Regions from separate parts of the Mus musculus genome. Here region 2 is linked to region 1. Evidence: chromatin contacts called from public Hi-C data. All regions are on one chromosome and are shown on one strand. The core of a region is the stretch at or near the end of the contact, and the rest is flanking DNA. Distances in the headings are between cores, read along the strand shown.

Region 1 (2,700 bases), core at 194-2,693:
ATAAAGGACTTGCAAGAAGGAAGCCTTTGCTCTTTGCCTGTTTGCTTTTGCTCTCTCAGACAAGTTTGTTCTTCCACAAGCATTAGAGCCTACCTCCATCTTTGGGATTCTGGCTTGTACTGAATACCAGCTGAGGTATCTCTTTTGGATTCTGGATTATACTTGAAGACCAGCTGAGACATCTAGCCTCGTGAATTGAACAACTACTGAATTCTTAGGTCTTCTATTAGTAGACAGCCAGTGTTGGACTAGCTGGACCACAGCATGTAAGCCACTCTAGAAATCCTCTTTCTATATCGAGGTAGAGATTCATTCTATCAGTTCTATTCCTCCAGTGAACCCTAATACATGTTCTATAATACATGCACCGAGTCTCACACATACATTTAGATGGATGGATAGATAGATAAATAGATAGATAGATAGATAGATAGATAGATGCTCACACATATAATGAAAATATTTTAATATAATTTAATTAAAGGTGTGTGCACCCGATTCACCAGCAAGAAAGACGCCACAACAGGATCCTTCTGCACATGTTTATTGGGAGAGCTTGATTGCAGAGGCGAAAAGACTCCGAGCCCCAGAACTGGCACTGCTTATATAGGTCTAGGAGAGGTGTGTCTAAACCTGATTGGTTATGCTTTCAGTACCTCATTTACATGTCTGCCCCTGATTGGTTATGCTTTCAGTACCTCATTTACATGCCCCGGTCCAGGCAGTGACTTGGCAAAAAACTCTACTGCACATGCGCACATTGGTTGTTTACCCAAACTTATGGGTGGTGGCCAGTGGTAGCCAGCGCCACCTTGTAATGGCGTATGTGGCTTCCCACAAAAGGTAGTTTTTAAAAGAAGAATGCCTAAATTGGCCTTAAATCCTAGGCTCTCAGCCTCTAAAATGTTGGGAAAACAGATGTGTGGAATCTCAGCTGCCTTTGTTTGGTTTTTGTTTTGTGGTTGGGACATATGATCTCACTGTGGCCTTGGTCTCATCATCCTTGACCTCTCAAATACTGGGATTGTAGCTATGTGCCGCCGTCTTCTGCTTAGGCAATCAGAGGGGACCATCACTGTGTGTACACTCCACCATTGATCAGAAACAATGTCGTCAAAGCACGGCTGTTTACACGTGTAACCCGGATTCCTACTGAAGCACCTTTGACCCAGGATGTGGTGAAATCCATGTACTTCTGAGTTTGAGATCCTCACTCAAATGTGAATAAGAAGAAAAAAGAATATTTTCCCCTGGGCAGCTTTCAAATAATGAGTTGGGAGTTTGACACTCTTGTTGGTCTGTGTCCCTTGTCTTCCCCATCCCATAACCTTCAATGTCCATGGTATTCCTGCATCCTAATGAAAATGCACATTGTTGTCGGGTATCCTCCAGAGAAGGCTGCTCAGACATGGCTGTAAGCCAATAGGAAGTCTTTATTAGCTGGCTGGTAACTACACAGTTCAGGATCCCAGTGTAGCCTGGAACTTTTCTCACTGTGAGCTTTTAAGCACACAAACCCATCTTCTGGGTTGGCATACTTCACTTAACAAGAACCGCCAGCCAGAAGTGAAACTACGAAAGATAAAAAACAAGGTTAGCACATTTAGAGACTTTCCCAAAACTGTGGACTTTGGTGGATTAGGTTTTTGGTTTTTTTTGTTTGTTTTTGGTTTTGGTTTTTTGGATTTTTTTTGGGGGGGGGGTGTTGAGACAGGGTTTCTCTGTATCATCCTGGCTGTCCTAGAACTCACTTTTGTAGACCAGGCTGGCCTCGAACTCAGAAATCCACCTGCCTCTGCCTCCCAAGTGCTGGGATTAAAGGCTTGCGCCACCACTGCCTGGCAGGTCTTTGTTTTCATTTTGGCAGATGGTCCTGTCTACACGCTAAGTTTCATCGCCTGAGTGGTACTTCCATCATGGAGTCAGTTGTGCTAAGGTCTGGGTCCCTGTTACATACATGTATGTATGTATGTATGTATGTATGTATGTATGTCCACAGTTGTGGGAATTAGACTCAGGGCCTCATGTGCTGGGCAGATGCTCTACTTTGGAACCATACCCCAGCACAAACACTTCCATCTTTGTTAGTCTTTCGTGTTTTATGACTCAAACCCCAACTATAGGTAAAACTCACCCTGATTACTGTAGAAATTTCAGGCATCTGTTTGGAGGAATATAATCTCTGTAAAGGACTTGGTAAAATAAGCAGGAGGATAGATGCTATTATCAGTCCGGGGCAGGGTGGCGTTTTATTCTGATCTGAATGTGACACCCTATAGCATCCTATGGAGCAGGCTTACTCTAGCTGTTACCAAGAGCTCTGTCTTCCCCAAATCTGTCCTGCTGATCATAAATGTTTCCTATTTCAAAGCCCAGAAAGTCTAAATTCAGTTATTAAAAGAAAAAAAAAAATCAAGCTGGATGTGGCAGCTCCGGCCATAATCTCAGCATGGATGCCAGGTGTTAGAGGCCAGCCTGGGCTACATAGAGAGTTCCAGTCCAGGCTAGCTGGGACAAAGAGCGAGTGAGACCTTGTGTCATAAGAGAAAGAGAAGGGTTGGGATATAAAAAAAAAAAAACAAAGAAAACCAGTTTCTATGGCTACAGGAGGAGCTTTTGCGATACAAAGTGATAATTTTTCATAGTTCCAGGTCAGTCAGTTTAATGCATGGCAGACATAAAAAGACTTTCAAACTCATG
Region 2 (2,700 bases), core at 72-2,571, 85 kb after region 1:
CTTCTCAGTGTGGTCCTTTGACCATACACAGCTCCCCCAACTGGGCAATAATAATAAAAACTAAGTGCAGAGCAGAGACTACATCCTGATGCTAACTAAGGTGTAATGGGTGCTGTTTAAGTTACCTGTATTTCCCTGTAATAACTTGGTTTAGTCTGGAAGTCTCTAGGAAGGATATGTTAAAATGTTAAAAGGATATGTAAAAACATGGGTTCCAGCTCTCACTGTAGACTGGTAAACATTTAAATATATGGTGTATATGTGTACTCATGCCTTTATATTTTGTAGATTCTTTGACTATATTTTATTCTAACATTAAGATGCATATTCAAATTTTCACAATTTGAATATGTATTTTTATTTGGATTATAAGCTAAAGCATTAAGTTACTTTATTTTAAGATTTTCCTTTTTATTAATTAATTTATTTTTTAATGTATAAGAGTGTTGGGCCTCCATGAACATAGTGTGCACATAAGAGGGCTTTGGATTCCTGGGTCTGGAGTTACAGGTGGTTTACAAGTTCCATGTGGTGCTGGGAATTAAACTGAGGTCTTTTGCAAAACAGTAAGTGCTTTTAACTATTGAGCCAACTTACCAGCCCAAGTTACTTCCTTAATTAAGTTTATCGGTTGGTTTTGAGACCCGAACCCTGTTTGATCTGGCTTCAGGCTGACGATGTAGCTTCTTGGCGTGTCTAGCTGTCGCTACAGATTCTGCGGAATCTGACTTAAGCTGTCAGGCTTGTGGGAGAAGTAGAAAAAAACTGATCTGAGTGAACTGATAATAGTTGAATTTCTTAATTGTAACTACTTCAGTGGTTAGGTCAAGAATTATTTTATAAAAATTTGGAAAGAATTCAACCTGGCTTAAGGGTATTTCTTGTGTTTGTCTGGATATTTTGTTTTGTTTGGTTTCTATTGATTTGTCCTACTTGCTTTTATAATAAAAGGATCTGTATGTCTTTTGAATTTTAGTTACTTTAAATTCCTTGCTTCAACTCAGAAACTTACCCACTTGAATGTTGTATGGAAAGTGTGACTTGTGTTTTTCTGATTTTCTGTAACTTTTCAGCTTGCCTAAGGTAGTCAAAAGACGAGTGAATGCTCTCAAGAATCTTCAGGTTAAATGTGCACAGATAGAAGCCAAATTCTATGAGGAAGTTCATGATCTCGAGAGGAAGTATGCTGTTCTCTATCAGCCTTTATTTGATAAGGTAATTATTTATACTGCTTTGTAAGGTAACTCAGGAGACAGGCTTGGTACTTGGATCTCTCAGTGGGGGGAGGAGGTATTAGAGGTGTCTGAGAGCAGCAGTGGCCAGGATTAAAGGCTGTGGTAGGTAGTTACTAATTAACCCAGAAACCAGGAGTGTCAGGGTTTGGGTGCTAATGTTCTTACATAAGCTGTCTCTTTATTTTAGCGATTTGAGATCATTAATGCAATCTATGAACCTACAGAAGAAGAATGCGAGTGGAAACCAGATGAGGAGGATGAAGTTTCGGTTAGTACCTTGTAGTTTCCTGTATTTTAGATGCTAGGATGGACCATAACCAGTTGTTTGAAGTAGCATTTATAAGCAACTTTGTAAATACTGGGGATAAGATGAGCTATTCCTCAGCCTGGCAGTGCCTCCTTTTGCATTTCAAGCGTCTCCTGTAGTTTCCTTTGAGCTTTTGAGGACTGTTGGAAGAGCATGTGATTTTCAGGTGAAAAGCTTTGCTGTGACCTACCTGCCTGCAGTGAAGGATGACGGCGGTGAGGGAAGGCTGTGCTGAGCTAGGGGACCATGCTTCTTAACGTAGCTGCTCTGCAGGGTATGATCAGGGCATTTGAGTAAGGACCTCAAGCTGAACACTGGACAAGGTTTTTGTTTGCTGTGGTTAAAGATCTTGTTACTGACTCTTCAAGTTCTTGATGTGCGTGGTGGGTCTTTCTAAGGTGGCGATGAGAGCATTGATTGCTATGGGATTGAAGTTTTCCAATGTGTTAGTTGAAGGTTTATCAGGAGACTTATCATAGTAGTCATTACGTTGTTTGCTGGCCTTTTTCAAGGAGGAGCTGAAAGAAAAGGCCAAGATTGAAGATGAGAAAAAGGATGAAGAAAAAGAAGACCCGAAAGGAATTCCTGAATTTTGGTTGACAGTGTTTAAGAATGTTGACTTGCTCAGTGACATGGTTCAGGTAATTTAATTCACAAAGCCACCTGTTAACTCAAAAGAAAATCTTGATATCTGTGGTTTCCTTATGATTTAAAAAAAATTTTTTTTGTTTTTTTTTGGGGGGGGGCGGGGGGTTGGTTTTTTGAGACAGGGTTTCTCTGTATAGTCCTGGCTGTCCTGGAACTCACTTTGTAGACCAGGCTGGCCTCGAACTCAGAAATCCACCTGCCTCTGCCTCCCGAGTGCTGGGATTAAAGATGTGTGCCACCATGCCCGGCGTTCCTTATGGTTTTATATAAAGAAAATTCAGGTTTGGTTATCAGAATAATTTAAAATTCATTAATGAAGTGGTATCTTTGATCATTCTTAGTTGGTGCTTTCTCACTGTTTATAATACCTTTTTGTTTTTCTGTACTTAGTATCAAGGTAGGGTTGGTGAAAAAATACTAGTGTTTAATTTGTATTGCACTAAAAGTTTTCAGTTTGAAACTTGTTTTAATCCAGGGGGAATTTGCATCTTAAAATGCAAAGCTACTTAT

What was found. A called contact is a pair of places that touch in the nucleus more often than the background predicts.
Region 2: a contact with region 1 is called in a Hi-C map of liver, with 3 times the contacts expected there. The contact joins two enhancer-like sites. A contact is called at or near these places in 3 of 39 promoter capture datasets (the HPC-7 cell line and liver), 5 of 484 Hi-C or Micro-C datasets (cerebral cortex, large pre-B cells, liver and 1 more), 4 of 115 datasets of contacts at active chromatin or transcription factors (bone marrow-derived dendritic cells, embryonic stem cells and pancreatic cancer cells) and 2 of 9 other capture datasets (adipose tissue and pancreatic islet).

What each region holds. Positions count from the first base shown.
Region 1 is chr10:111,404,193-111,406,892 of GRCm38.p6, forward strand. No RefSeq gene overlaps it. Among named protein-coding and RNA genes, the nearest start is that of Gm30145, 27 kb to the left of the region's middle. Within about 2 kb of position 1,444, at least 4 of the 459 cell types and tissues checked have an H3K27ac peak or open chromatin away from gene starts, as enhancers often do. A contact at or near this core is called in liver, where this site is marked.
Region 2 is chr10:111,488,955-111,491,654 of GRCm38.p6, forward strand. It overlaps Nap1l1 (nucleosome assembly protein 1-like 1), which reads left to right. Exons shown (of 16, transcript NM_015781.5): 5 at 1,074-1,215; 6 at 1,423-1,503; 7 at 2,055-2,183. Among named protein-coding and RNA genes, the nearest start is that of Gm25117, 8.8 kb to the left of the region's middle. Within about 2 kb of position 1,322, at least 15 of the 459 cell types and tissues checked have an H3K27ac peak or open chromatin away from gene starts, as enhancers often do. A contact at or near this core is called in liver, where this site is marked.